2 separate regions of the Rattus norvegicus genome follow, and region 2 is linked to region 1. A link is a contact called in public Hi-C data. All regions are on one chromosome and are shown on one strand. The core of a region is the stretch at or near the end of the contact, and the rest is flanking DNA. Distances in the headings are between cores, read along the strand shown.

Region 1 (7,654 bases), core at 1,676-4,175:
GGAGTCAACTGGGTCTTAGCCGCAAACGTGGCCCAGTACAACTGTTCCCTCTGTCCGATTCTATGCGCCCCTCCCCCTAGGGTGTAGTTGCTGAGATGTTCCTCAATAAACTTCCTACATGCAAATATCCGCCTCAGGGTCTGTTTCCCAGGAAACCTGGCCGGTGACAAACTGTTTTACAGTAGTACTCTTGGGCACCTCACACGTGAAATACTGGGTAGGGCTGTCGTGGCTGAGGAGTTATTGCTTCCGTCTGTACAGCTTGGAGCAATTCTCATGAGTCTGAAAAATCAACGCCGGTGACTTCGAAGAAGACATTTCTATTGGTCTGTCTTCCCCTAGCCATCCTGGGAGGGAGAGTTGCCATTGATCAATTACACAGTGCCACACCACCACCACCACTACACACACACACACACACACACACACACACACACACACACACACACAATGCATTTTGAGGATCCTGGCATTAATTTTCCTGCTGGCAGATCTCCTCCCCTCCACTATCAGGTTAAACACACACACACACACACACACACACACACACACACACACACACCCTGCCCCAGACTAATTCATGGGGTAAAAATAAGTGAGAGCTAGCTACAAACAGAGTGGCTTTCGGGCACGTTCCTTATTTATCTGTGAGGAGACAGCTGAGACCAGTCCTGATGGATAGGTCCACAGTAACTCAGCAGGGACTGACTGTAAAAGTTGAATAGTGTGTGAGATTTTAAGCAGGGAGAAACCTGGTGAGTCTCAGAGCTCATCTCTCCATTGATCTCCTTTGGAGTATCTCCAACACGAGCTGCCAGCCTTTACGGATGCCCGCTCATCTAGGGACAAAGAGGAGGAAGACAACAGGGACATGAGCTTCCTGTCTGTGAACCTTCTCTGCTTGCTCTTCAGTGACAAAGGCAGACCCATTAACAGATAAGTGGCTTGCAGTGCCCGTTCCATAAATCACCTACCAGAACTCTGAGGATTTGAGATGACCAGGACTTCCGGTCCTTCCTACAGAGACAGTCCATGCAGTAAACATATTGAGTTCTGACATGCATCAGCAGTATTCTCCTTCTAATATTGAGAAGCTATTCTTACACCAGGCACGGTGCCTCTCACTGTTAGTCCCAGCACCTGGGAGGCAGAGGCAGGTGGTTATATGTGAGTTCGATGCCATCCAGGTCTACAGAGTGAGTTCCAGGACAGTCAGTGTTGTTATACGGAGAAACCCTGTCTCAGAAAACAAAATAAAATAAAACAATCAAACAAACAAAAGGAATCTAATGTCAGGGCCTGGTGAGTCGGTTCAGGAGCAGCATTTCCAGCAAGTTTCAATGACTTGAGTTCAATATGGAAGGACCCACATACTAGAAAGACAGAACCATCCCAAAAGTCATCCTCTGACCTCCACACACGGGCCATGGAATGCCCTCTACCAACACAAATAAATATAATTTAAAAGAATAATAATAAAATAAAATAAATGATAAAATCGTCCATTCTTATGTGCCTGTGAACTGGTCCCAGATATATGTATGACAGCCAAGGTAACAGATCAGCAAATTGACTGACTATATTGTAGAAGATACCAGTCACCAACTATTGGTCACCGACACTGGAGCTGACCGTCGTCAGCTTGCATGCTCAGCTGGTATTTGGATGAGAAAGCCATACTTTGGCTGGGTCCTGGCAGAATGCCATGAAATGAAGCGGCAACAAAACCAGTAGGAATTACTGCCAGGCCCATGTGAGACTTACCAAGAATAAGAGATGGGAGTAAAATACAGAAAGAGGAAGACACAACTACAGACAGAGAACAATGACCACTAAATGGCGGAAAGACAGTTTAAGTCAGTCTGCGCAGCTGAAATGGAAAACAAAAATACAATTAAGTCCTTGTAATCTAGAACATGTCAACGTTTGATCAAGGTGACCCTTTCCAAGGCAACAAATAGGAAGGGATTAAAGACAGCCCCCCTCCAGGAGCTTCAGGTGAGTTCTATTGTAGTCCATTTGAACACATTAATAATAAAGTCTGAGTCACCAGCAATGCATCGGTGTCACATTAAGGAAAGAAATCAAAGCACTTCCTCTCGGTGTCATTTAACCAAGAGCAAGTCCAGATTTGCGTTTTCTACATTTACCTCCCCATGTCTTCAGTCCTTTTGCTTCCTATTGTATGAGTCAAAATTTGTGCCTGCCTGAAGAATGTCTTGTGACTCTGTCCCTGTGTCCGAATGTCTGGGTGTGCCCCTAATGAAAGGCTTTGCTCTGTCTCTTATAGAACAGCACAGAAACCATCATATGTGGACAGAGTGAAGGACACTTTACAGAAATCTTTAACAGAGTCCACAAGGGATTAAGTCTCTGGCTCCAACTGACCCCAACTGACCCGGATAACAAACATCGTTGTTTATCAAGCAATATCCGTATGTTGTGTTCAACATTTATGGTAGATATTAATTTTATAAGATCGCTTCCAACCTCTGTGTTTGCCACTTTCGGCAAATGATACAAATGCATAATTTTGGGTCAGGGGCATGGAAGAGTGCATAATTTAAGAGTACAGTTAGGCATAAGCTTAGGTTGTAAAAGCTAATGGGAAATTCAAGGCAAATAAGGTTGGCTGTTACATTGTTCTCCTAAAAGTAGGTTAAACAAACAGGCTGAGTCCACGGTAGGATAGCAATCTTGAGTTTTAAATGACCTCAAGGTGTATTATTAACTCTGGCTGTAAGGTCCAGAAAAAGTTCCAGGCTCCTAGAATGTTAGGGACATTTTCATTACAATATTGCATCACCACGTTCTGTGAAACATTTTCTAAATTTTATTGCATTTCTTTGTTTATTCGGGTGGGGGAGGTATGTACGCTTGCGCCACAGCTTACATGTAGTGGGTTCTCTCTTTCTAATATGTGGGTTCCAGGGATGAAACTCAGGTTTGACAGGCTTGGCAGCAAAAGCCTTTACCCTCTGAACCATCTCCCCAGACCAAATTCTATGAAACTTGGCCAGGTGGTGGTGGTGTATGCCTTTAATCGGGCACTCAGGAGGCAGAGGCAGGCAGATCTCTGTGAGTTCGAGGCCAGCCTGGTGTACAAAGTAAGTTCCTGGACAGCCAAGGTTACACAGAGAAACTCTGTCTTGAAAAACCAAAAAGAAAAAAGGAACTTTTTGATTCTGGATTGATATGATACCCTGTGTCCAGAGAATGGTTTTAGCCAACTTTAATTAATGTAATCAAGATAACTCCCTACAGGGATATCCAGAGGTCCATCTCCCTCATGATTCTAGAGTCTGTCAAGTTGACAATTAACAATGACCACTACAGATGGCCTAGCAGATGATAGATTGAGTAGGGTCATCTATGTCATCCACATAGTACAGTCTCGCAAATAGGATTCTCAAAGGATACAGGAGACCCAAATGTGCTATAAAAGCCAATGTCAAGTATGGCCCTGAGAGTGTGGTAAGTAAATCACTCTGGAATGAAATTCTGATGGAGAAATTGTCACTTCTGTCACTGCTTGGTTGGTTAGCAGGGCAGCAGAGTGCTGTTCCAACTGGCTCCAATCCCAAACCACTTTCACAGGCAACCTGGCAAGCAAAACAAAGCTAAGAGCTAAGGGGTGAATAACCTCTGCCTTTGCTCTCTCCAAGAGGCACCTAGCCAAAGACATAGAAAGGCAAGCTAATTGGCAGAGGTAGTGATTATACATGCTTACCTGCATGGTGAACCATCTTGGTAGACTGTTCTTTCAGGTTTTGATTAAAACACTTTGAGGGGGGTTGGAGAGATGGCTCAGCAGGTAATAGCACTTAAAAATAGGAGGACCTAGGTTCAAATTCCCAGAACCCATGTGAAAATCCAGGCTTGGTCACACATACTTTGAACCCCATATAACTGTGCACAGGAGTCAGAGATGGAAAGATAGCTGGGGCTTAGTGTCCATCAGCCGAGATCCAGGTTCAATGAGCGACCTTGTCTCAAAAGAATATGGCAGAGAGTGACGGAGCAGTATGCCTGACTCCCCCACCACACACACATATATATCACACACATACATTGCACATAACAAGAAATAATGTAGACACTAATATGGTGTATGGTGAACTAGGCTGTCCTGTAACCCAACCGGAGATAGGGTACACATCCTGCTACCGAACAGAGTACTCCCTACTCAGTTAAGGGAAATTGCATCTCACTCCATCCACGAGCCAGCCACACTTAAGCATCGGTGAATCTTTCAATTTAGAAGCTAAGGAAAAAGACTCAAAAGTTGGTTCAGTAGGTAAGGGTGCTTGCAACCAAGCACAACAATCTGGGTTCACTCTCCAAAACCCACACGATTGAAATCGAGAACCGACAACTCATACAAGTTGTTCTCTGACCTAAACATTTACTCCATGAACAAGAGCATGTGTGTGCTTGTGTGTGTGTGTGTGTGTGTGTGTGTGTGTGTGTGTGTGTGTGTGTACATACACATACAATAGATTGGTAAGTGGGTAGACAGATAGCTAGAGAGACATAGACAGACACAAACAGAGAGAGACAGAGACAGAGAGACAGAGAGAAAAGAGGGAGAGAGAGAGAGATGTAATGTTTTAAAAGGAATGGGTGAGCTGGGTATGTTGGCGCATACCTTTAATCCCTGTACTTGGGAAGCTGAGGCAAGGGAATCTCAAGTTCTCCTGAACTACAGAAGACCTTTCCCCCCAGAGCAGTGCTGAGGTACAAGTGATGCTCTATTTCAGGACTGTTTTAACTTCACCGACATGTAGAAATTCACTTAAAACATGGGCACTGTCATGTGCTGAACTTAAATGAAAAGTTCATGGACGTTCTAATGAGCTTTTAAATCTTTTTATTTCATGTGTCCAGGTGCTTTGCCTGCATGCATGCCATACTCCACATATGTATCTGGTGCTGTGGAGGTCAGAAGAGAGCATCAGGTCCCCTGGAAGTGGAGTTCCAGGTGGGTGTGAGCCACCACGTGGGTGCTAAAAAATGAACCAGTATCCTCTGGAAGTGGTGTTCTTAACTTCTGAGCCATCTTTCCAGCCCTTCCAATGAGGTCTTTTGTGTTTACTTATATATAGTATATAACACTGTCGCTGTCCTCAGACACACCAGAAGAGGGCATCAGATCCCATTACAGGTGGGTGTGAGCCACCATGTGGTTGCTGGGATTTGAACTCAGGACCTCTGGAAGAGCAGTCGGTGCTCTTAACCACTGAGCCATCTCTCCAGCCCCCTTTTGTTTTGTTTTTATCATTCATTTTAGAACCCAGGTTTGGCTTCCATGGAGTTTGAGCAAAAACTGGTGCACAGGGTGGGAAAATTGGAATTAGACTCCAGTTGAATGCAATGAATATATGGGACTTGACTGGTAGTCAATCTTCATTGTCACTTTGACTAGATTCAGAATCATCTAGGAGCATATGACTGTGAGGATCTTTCTAAAGATTTCTAAAGATTTGTTTTGTTAATTTATTCTCTCATATATTACATTTCAACTGCAATTTCCCCTCCCTCCCTTTCTAGAGATGTTTACCTGGGGAGGAGAAGCCCAACCCTTAGTGGGTGTCACCATCTCAATGACAGTGGTTCTGAACACGAAAAAAAAAAAAAGGAAGGAAGCTAGCCCATTTATCATCAGCATCCATCTGTCTCTGCTTCCTGACTGGGGGTGCAGTGTGACCAGCTTCCATGACCTCTCCTTCATGATGGGCTGTTTCCCTTCAAACCATGAGCCAAAGCAAACCCTTGACTCCTTATCTTGTATCTGCCAGGTGTTTTGTCACAGTGACAAGTAGATGATCGGAACCTGTGCATGGAGAAAGCAGAACAAATGTGGAGGTGGGGGACCATGAAGATTAAAATTTTGCTGGGCAGAAGATTTCTTAGATGTGAACCAAAAGGTAAAATATGAAATTTGAAGCCATCCACATACACCAGCTGAGATGAGGCCCCCAACACATATACAGCAGAGGACTCCTGGGCCTGGGTTCAGTCAGAGAAGATGCACCTAACCCTCAAGAGACTGGAGGCCCCAGGGAGTGGGGAGGTCTGGTGCGGTGGGGTTTGGGGAGGGGACATCCTCATGGAGACAAAGGGTTGGGGGAGGTAAGGAATATGGACTAGTCAGAGGGTGGACCGGGAGGGGGATAAATCTGGACTGTAAAAAAAATGATTAAATAAAATTAAATAATTTTTTTAAAAAATGATATACTAAGAAAATGAAAAAAAAAGAAAAGAAATTTGATGCCCACTAAATCTAAGCTTTTTGTTTATTCAAAGAAACAACAGGCAAAGGGAATAAACATATGGCCAGCAATGGGAGGAAATATTTGCTGTCTTTCAAAGCAACAAGACAAGAACATGTAGACTCTGAGAAATACCTTCTGAGCAACAATATTGAGCAACACCACCAGAAAACTGGCAAAGGATGCCAACAAGGACGTTAGAGAAGGGGGCCGTGCTTGATTAGGTGCAAAATTCAGAGAAAGCAAATGAAAACAGAAGGACTTTTTATATATTGATTTCAAAAGCTTGTCATTTGCACATTACCAAATGTTGAGGTACTGTGAAGTGATAGGAGGTCCCTGATGTTTCTGGAAAAGAATCTGTCACCTTTGCCATGAATAAAACAAGGGTGTTAAGAATAACTCAGGAATTCCTTTTCTGAGTCTAGCCTGTGGAAATACAGAGGGCCACATGGTATGTGCCAAAGCCTGGGGAATGCAGAAGACACAGGTAGCATGCATATATAGCTGCATGAGTAAATCTGAGAACTGTCACTAATGAAAAACTTAAAAACAAAAGACTGTCCAACAGTGGTGGCCTATGCCTTTAATCCCAGCCCTGAGGAGGCAGGAGAATCACTGTGAGTTGAGGCCAGCCTATTCTACAAAGCAAGTTCCAGGGCAACCAGGGCTACGCAGAGAAACCCTATCTTGAAAAAAAAAAAAAAGAGCAAAAATATAAGACAGGTCTGTACAGAATGTATGTAAATTTAAGATCTCTCAACAGGAGACTGGGTAAACAAATAGTAACACAGTAGACAATAGACTACTATTCAGCATGTGTAAGAACACAGATGAGCTCCTCCCCCCAAACACTCCCCTCACTGGGTGTGATAGCCTAGACCTTTAATGGCAGCACTCCGGAGGCAGATGAAGGTGGGTGGATCTCTGTAGTGAGAATTTTGGTTTCTTTAAAACCACAGAAATGTTATGTGACTACGTTTTCATTTTAATCCCAGGTGAGGGATATGGGACTGCTTCAGATTGTCCACAACAGCTGACTGTGACTTGTTGTGTGCTCTTGCCAGCTGAAAATAGTTTATGTTTGGAATTCTGGGGACTCTTCAAAGGGTATATAAATACCATAGACCCAAGAGAAAGGGGAGGCCATGGCAGTGGCTCCTGCTCCTGCTCCTGATTGCTGGTAGCCGGTAGCTGGTAGCTGGTAGCTGGTAGCTGGTAGCTGGTAGCTGGTAGCTGGTAGCTGGTAGCTGGTAGCTGGTAGCTGGTAGCTGGTAGCTGGTAGCTGGTTGCTGGTTGCAGGTTTCTTGTTGGAGATATCAAAATTTGCCCCACAGTACTTGATACCCTTAATCATCAGCAAGTAGTCTAACAAGATTGAT
Region 2 (7,472 bases), core at 3,037-5,536, 220 kb after region 1:
CCATTCATGTATGGAGTGTTCCAATAACTCCAATAATAAATCCAGTAACATCAACCAGAAAACACTAGCTGAGGAGGCCTATAGGTGGCCTATAGAACTAGGATTTCCATTCTATACATACCTGTCATAAACGAATCCCCAGCCACACACCCAGTTGGGAACCCAGATTGCCCCTAATCGCAGCAGGTAGGATCTCTGCATGCGATGCAGATGCAAGGCCTTAGCCCAGACCTAGGGGTGACCAGACTGGTGGAAGTTTGGGAGGTCTTAAAATCAGCAGAATTCAACAAAGACAGGCTGGTTTCAAGTTTGCCCCCAGAAGCTCCAATTTGGTTGCCCAGTTGCAGAGCCTGCTTAGAATCTTCTGCAGGAGAAGGCCTGGGAGTCTAAAGTCCAGCCATATGTTATAATCACAAGACCTTTTCATGGGGGATGAGGCTGGTGGGGGAGGGGCAACATTCGCAGCTCCACCTCGCAGTACTTCTCATTTCCTTGCTGATTTATTTTTCAGCTGGCATGACAGCTTCCCTTGCCTTGCGCTCCCTTGCTCATCCACTGCGCTTTGCTTTCACTGAAATCCTTTTCCGAGTGCAGGATGGATATATATAAAATCGGCCTGACATCAGGGTCAGCTCCAGAAGGGCTTAGGGGAGGGCAGGTAAGAGCCAGACCTTAAGCATCTGAGGCAGACACTGTGCACCCCCAGATCCAGTAGCGATCCCTTTGAGTGAGGGCATAAGAGGGGGCTGCTTTTCAACAGCTTTCTTTCCCCAGGCAACAATTTTGACTAACCAGGCCAATGGGTGTGATCCTTCTCCACTTAGGGACCTGGGAAAATCTCACATTTTAATTCTCAGTGAGTCAGAAACACTCCCCCCCCACACACACACATACACACTTGTGTGCCTGCCTCTTAGGACTCCCTTAATAAGATATTTTTAAAATCCCACGGAATTGGAAAATGCAGTCCCTAGGAGATGGAAGAGAAAGCTTTTAATCCCACCAGCCCACTGGAGAACACCGTGGAGTCCAGAGATCTGGACTCCCGTAAAGGACGGGGTGACTGCCACAAATTATGTCAAAGGCGAATTTACTGGCTTGTTTGTCTCCAGCATCAAATTTCTCCAGCAGGCAGGCTTCGCCCTTACGGCACCCCCCCCCCATTCATTTTAGTTCTAGGACTTAAAGTTAGACAAACAGACCCCATTGTCAGCAGTCTCAGGAAGCCCTAGGACTCAAGAGGCCTCAGGCTCCACGCTTACCTCCTGGATTTTCTGAAAGTTCTGGACAGTTAACATAACTTGGACGTTGGGAAAGCCTGTTCCTGGGAGAATTGGGAGGTGAGAAGAGGGGGAGAGAAGGTGGCTGGGCATTGAGCCAGGGTTTCTGCGGTGTGGCCTAACTGAGCCGGATGAGCCTGGCACTGCTGTGCTGTTCATCCAGGCCAGCCCTCCTGCCCAGCCCACAGCCGCACAGCGGCCTTTCTGCCTGGAACCATGTTCAGAGTTTCCCCACAAATGCCCAACTCCAGCTTTCCCGGTTATTTAAGACTTGTTTTGAATAAAAGGAGTCGCTTCAAAAAGAAATGTTTCTACAACACACAACCAGCGGCCTTTCCCCCCAGCTGTGTCTGTAACTCGCATGCATTCAGTCTAATAACTTTTAATGTCTAGCCCTAAAACGTCTTTATAAAAAATAGCTTTACAGCATAATAGTCCAGGTGTCTTTCTGCTTGTTACCGGAGATTAAAAAAATGTGTAGGTTAGCTTTCAGAGGCACCCCCCTCCGCCCCTCAAGAAAGACCAGGAAGAAAAAGGCGTGCATTCCATTCTGCAGGCACTGGTCCTGGAAGCCTTGGCGGCCCAGCCAGCACAGCTAGGCACTACCCGCCGGCCTGCCTGTCTTTTGCATCAGTTGTTACAAGCAGCTCTGGAGCATGAAGATTTAATTCTGTTCAAAGTTTCGGGTTTCAAACGGTAGAGATGTTTCACTTCTGCTTTGAGAAGGGCTGTTTTTATAAGTATGCTGAGAACTAAAACAGAATGAATAAAATTGCACCTAATATCAGTCCCACAGTCAGTAATGGGTGTCATTTTTAAAAGGGAAAATATCTTCTAGCTAGAGATGAGATTTTGGCCTTGACCTTGACTTGGTAATCAACTTGAGATGCTTTTGATTAATTTTTGGCATGTAGACGCTCCAGGATATTTAAAAACTTTCCGTGTGGGTTTACTAGCCACTTCCATTTCGGACTTAGGTTCTCATCAAGCCTGCATCATCCTGTTCCTAGGCAGAAGACATACTCCAGCCCATCCCAGAATTGAAAGACCCCCATAGAAGCACCGAATGGGGTAACCTTTTGGCCTCGGTGTCAGAGCTCCCAGCCAGGGTGCCCTGACTTCCCTTCCCGCCAGCTTTATGAAGTGAAGCTGGGTTTGCCCTTGAGGCTCTGCGCTCGGGGGAGGCCGGAACCTCGCTTCTCGGCTTCCCCCTTTCGCTTGCCTGCCCTTCCCCCCTCTGGCGCCCAGAGCTGCTCCTGGTGCGTAGGAGAAGCTCGATACGTGTCAATTGAATTGAACTGCTGCGGGCGCAGGCTGTACACTGCCGCCGAGTCCTGATCTGCACGACGTTACCGAGTGAAAATTTATGGGCTGAACGGTGAAGCCAAAAGTTGTTCCCGGCCAAGTAAAATAAAACGCGGGAGATACTCTCACGAGGCCGAGGTGAGAGATGAGGGCAGACCTTTCAGCCATCGGAGGTCCGGGCCGTGAAATGCTCAAAAACTGGGAGAAACTCAGGCGCATCCCGGTTCCCTTTACGGTCCTCCTACCCCCTTGTGTCCCCGGGAACACCCCCCCACACACACACCTCTACACAATTCCCACACAATTGAAATGTCCGGGGAGCAAGGGCGCGGAACTGCCACTGTTGCCCGTGGTGGTGTTTTCACGTAGCTCTTAACGCCTGAAGGGGAAGTAGCTCCTCTGGGAAGAAGGGGCGAGGTGCGGTGGGGGGTGGACGCCCACGCGCACTCAGGCTTTGCTGGGCTGGGTCTCGGAGGGGACGCTAGGCCCGGAGAGCGCAGCGCTGGTGGCGAGAGGAGGCAGTGGCGCCTGCCGCTGGGGTTTGACAGCTTTGGCTGAGAGGAGTGCGAGGCGCTTTATGGTAATTGCGGTCCTCCACTGGCCTTCTGGGTAGCAAGGGGAGTCTCGGCGCGCTGCAGGAAAAGCCGCCCCCGCCGCCCCCCATTCTTGGGGCTGGGGATCTGTTGGCCGACCTAGCCGTCGCCGCTGCGGAGTCGGTCTCCACTCCCCCTAGGACGTGAGCCCTGGCTGGGCGTGAATAGCCAACTCGGCCGGAGCTGGGACGGAGAGGACAGAGGGCGGTAGAGTTGGGGGGGGGGTACTACGACAAGACCCGCCACCCAGATGTTTTGGGGTTCAGATGTGGCGAGGCCCCAATGCACCCGGCTGGGAATCGGTGACAGCCGGGGAAAGTCGGGCGAACCTTTCCTGGGGAATCACCCCCTCCCGAAACCCCACCGCGGAGGCGCCGCAGCGGAGGGTGAGCGGAGACTGGGGATCTCAAACTTGCGAGAGCTGGAGGCGGCGGCGGCGGCGGGCGGGCGGGCGGGCGGCTGTCGCCCGAGCGCTGCGCCTGAGGGGGGAGGGGAGGCGGCTGTTGGGAGGGAGGGAGGGCGGGCGGAGGGAGGGGGAGGAGGAAGAGGAGGGAACCTGGGAGGGGGGACGCGTTGGGATCGCGGCGTGCGGCAGCAGACGGAGCCCGGGCTCCCAGCGGCAAGGTGAGGCAGAGCCGCGCTCCGGGCTGAACGGCGGCCGAGCTCTTAAGCCGAGGGGGAGACGCGCCGGAACCCAGAGCACGACCGAGAGCGGGAGCGAGGCGGGCGGTGGTGGCGGAGGGGGACCACGCGAGTCGCCGGGCGGAGAGCCCGAGCCGCGCTGTCGCCGCGGAGGGACGACTTGGCCAACACACTCGCTCACACACACACCCAGCCCGAGCGGGCGCTCTCGGCGAACCGTCAACATGGCGCTGGGGCTCTTGCCCGAGCGCGGGCGGCAGCGGCGGCGCGGGAGCTGCTGAGGCTGACGGAGCCCGGTCCAGCTGCGGGAGGAGAGGATCGCGCGGGGCCGTCGCCACCTGCCCTAAGCTCGCAGCCCGCCCCGCCCCGCCCCACCCCCACGCGGCCCAAAGCCCACCCCTCTGCCGGGCCGACCCCTTAGGGCAGCAGAGCCGCTGCAGACAGAGGCGAGCAAGCGCGGCGCTGGGAGTGGACTGCGGGCACCGGAGGAAGCCAAACTTTGCTGCTCGCTGCGCTTTCCCGGCCGGGCTCCTCTGCTCTTTAGCGTAGCCGCCCTCTCCCGACCCCGCACACGTCCACCCAGCCAGCCAGCTAGCCGCCCCCGGATCTTCCTCGCCGCCTGGACTCCGCTCCGGGGAAAACTTCAAAACGCCGGATCGAGGGCTCCCTGCCTACTTCCCGACTGGGGATTTCAGGTCAGTGCCCGGAACACCTTTCCCCGGGGGCCGCGGGCGGGCTGGCGCGCCGGGACTGCAGCCGACCTCCTCCCTTAAAGGGTTTCTCCTTCTACTCCAGTAGATCCCCGTCGGGAGGTTTAGCTACCTTGTTCGCTTTCGTTTTTACATCAGAGCTGCAAGTTATTAAAAATGCAGCCAACCTAAGCGGCCCCCGCATGGGCACCCGGGAGGGAGGGACTCGACGGGGGACCTGCCGCCTCCCGAGGGGTTGGGAGGATCGAGAGTTCAGCGAGTGGAAGTTTGCAGCCTCTGTGTGTCTGCGCGGGAGCGCGGTCGTCGCCGAGCGTCGGGAGTCAGGCGCGGGGGGGGGGGTGCTGGGCTGGAAGCTAGGAAGCTCGTCTCGGCGTTACCTCGCTAGCAGGAAGGGGAGGGCGGCGGGTTCCCGTCTGCTTTCTTTTTCGACTCGGAAAAGAACTGTAAAAACCCCCAGCCGCCTTTGCTTCGTCTGGCCTCTCCAGGGGCCGGTGGTGCCTCCGAGTGGAACGACGGCTTGTGCGTGCGCTAGTGTGTGCAGCGGGCGCCTCGGACGGAGCCGAGCTCGACCTACCGTCGTCGCTCAACTCCGGAGGGGAGTCCGGGTTTTTTCTTGGCTTGCCCCAAAGCATGAATCACGTGGAATAACGGGGGGAAAACTACTAGGGAACCTTGGAGAGCTCGAGATTCGGACTGGGCCAGTACGCCGGCCGGCCAGGTCAGATGCATTGTTTTGTAAATGTTCTTTTAAGATTCTAATTCGACTCCCCCCACCCCCGTTTTCCCATCTCTTCCCTTCGCGTAGGTTTTAAGTTCGGAGCCTCCTGGAGCCAGTGTAGACCGCTTGTTTAGGGGCGGCGTGGGGGAGCGAGCAGAGCTCTCAGCCCTCCGCTGGGCTGTGGGGAACCTGGTGGGAAGCCCTGATGGGCGTGTGAAAGTCTGCGGCCCGGGGAAGTTGGTCCCACTCGGAGGGCGGGCGACGCGAGGGCTCTAGGCGAAGAGGAACTTGCGCACCGGGCGCGATCCTCGGCTGAGGCGGAGAGGGCGAGGCGGCACAGGGCCAGCGCTTGGAGCAGGCGGGAGGCTGCGCTACAGAGCCACCAGAAACCCGGGGACTCCGGGCTGTGGCGAAGAGCGCCTGCTATTTACGAAGAGAGCCTAGGAGCGCCCTGAACCGAGTAGGGTGGCTCGTGGCACGTGTAGTCCCAGCGGACTTCTGGCTGCCCGGTTGCTCAACGGAACACGTACCCACGTCCCGAAGAAGACCGAGCTTGTCCCCTAGTAGGCCGAGGCTGAGCCAGGCTTAATTTGCTGTTAATGAATCTTTTCCAGAAAGTCCGCGACCTCCAGCTAGACGCTTTGAGTGCCCGCGCGAAGGCGCGCGCCGCCGGCGTCTAGAAGGTGGGGGTTGGGGGAATAGAAAAGCGAAGAAGGAACTGGAGGAGGGTTATGTTTATTTAAAAACAAACCTTAAAAGAAACCAGCGCGCTTCAAATAGGTATTCATCCTGCCTGGTTGCGTCTAGACTAGACAGTCCGGGGTTTTAACTGTGTAACCCCCTCCCCGCGCACCCTTATTGAGAGAATGCTAGGGGACGAGTACTGCTACTTGGTTCTAAGGTGAGCTCCTTGGACAGAAAAAAAAAAATCCTTTAAAATGGACCGGGAGTTGAAAAAAAAAAAAGAGGAAATAGCCCACCCCAGAAGGTAGTGGGTGGTGAGTAGACAGACTTGGTATTTCTAGCCATCTGACACTTCCTGTGGATTGGAAACGGACACCTCCGGGAGAGATCGACCTGTACACGGTGCTGGATTCTGCCAACAGAATTTCTTGTGTGGAAGGTATTTTAATTGTCGACCTCAGAGACGCCTATATGTGGACTCTTGGGGGAATACTCTCTTCTCGATCCTTTCCACTCCTTCCCTGACTTGTTACCTGGTCTGGGTTGCAGTGTCGCCTCTGCTGTTTATTTGGGGTTGGATTGTGTCGCATAGACGCGAAGGGGTGATGATTAATTTGCCGTCCAGGTTTAATCTGAGGCTGGCCTTTGGTGTGCGGGTGAACACCACCACATACGTGAGTTGCCTGCGGTGGTTAGGGGATCACGCGGGTTTCGGTCACCAGGCGCTGGGCGGGTAGGTCTGGACTGGGGCTCCATCGGCCCCAGCTCTCTCCTTTGAGGCGCTGTCACCAGTAGGTGACTGAGAGTTAATTAGGAAGTGTTCTCTGGATCAATGGGCCGCACAGCTCATTAGCGATTCTCTCCAGCCCTTTGCAGGGCCGGCCTGGCCTCCGCCTCCCACACAGCCCGGGCCCCCGCGCTGCGGAGAGTGCCGCTGGGAAGTGGGGAGGGGTGGTCAGTGAGGGACAGCGGGCAGGCCAGGATAACTTCGCAGGGCTGTGTGTTGCGTGCGGCGCCGCGAGGTCCTCACAGCCCGCTCTTTCTTCCTGCTCGCGGCGCCTCCACTGTGTCTTTAACTCGCTCTAGCTCGCTTTGCTGCCTGGCTGCTCCTCCCCGCCTCCCTCGCCTATCTCTTGTTCTCTAAGCACGACGCCTGTGCTCCCCGCCCAGTTTGGGATTAGACAAGATAAAAATAGGACTGCCCAGCGCGCAGAGCTGTGACAGTGCCGGGGTAGCCTGGCTGATGCGAGCGCAAGGGGTAGGGTCTGGGGAAGACTAGCAGGGTGCTCGGGGCGGCCAGATTCTTATTGGACCCTCACCCCCTACCCCGCAGGCGCCGTCACGCTCGCTGGACTCCTTCCGCTGTGAACCGTGCGGGCCAGGGGGACCTGAGCAGGGTCTCCGCGCTCTCGCGGGTGTTGTTGGTGTGCGGGTGATAGATCGGTCTAGACAGGCATGCAGACTCCCTCCCGGCTGAAGGACGGGGGGGGGGTGGTGGGGGGCAGCAGACTCCCGAGAGCTGTGAGCCAGCAAGCTAAAG

The links. A called contact is a pair of places that touch in the nucleus more often than the background predicts.
Region 2: a Hi-C map of kidney shows a contact between it and region 1, with 2.4 times the contacts expected there. The contact joins the promoter of Bcor here to the enhancer-like site in region 1. A contact is called at or near these places in 2 of 12 Hi-C or Micro-C datasets (kidney and liver).

The regions. Positions count from the first base shown.
Region 1 is chrX:13,134,391-13,142,044 of GRCr8, forward strand. No RefSeq gene overlaps it. Among named protein-coding and RNA genes, the nearest start is that of Bcor, 220 kb to the right of the region's middle. Within about 2 kb of position 2,926, at least 2 of the 93 cell types and tissues checked have an H3K27ac peak or open chromatin away from gene starts, as enhancers often do. A contact at or near this core is called in kidney, where this site is marked.
Region 2 is chrX:13,356,090-13,363,561 of GRCr8, forward strand. Bcor (BCL6 co-repressor) reads left to right here and starts at 4,287. Exons shown (of 15, transcript NM_001191586.1): 1 at 4,287-4,515.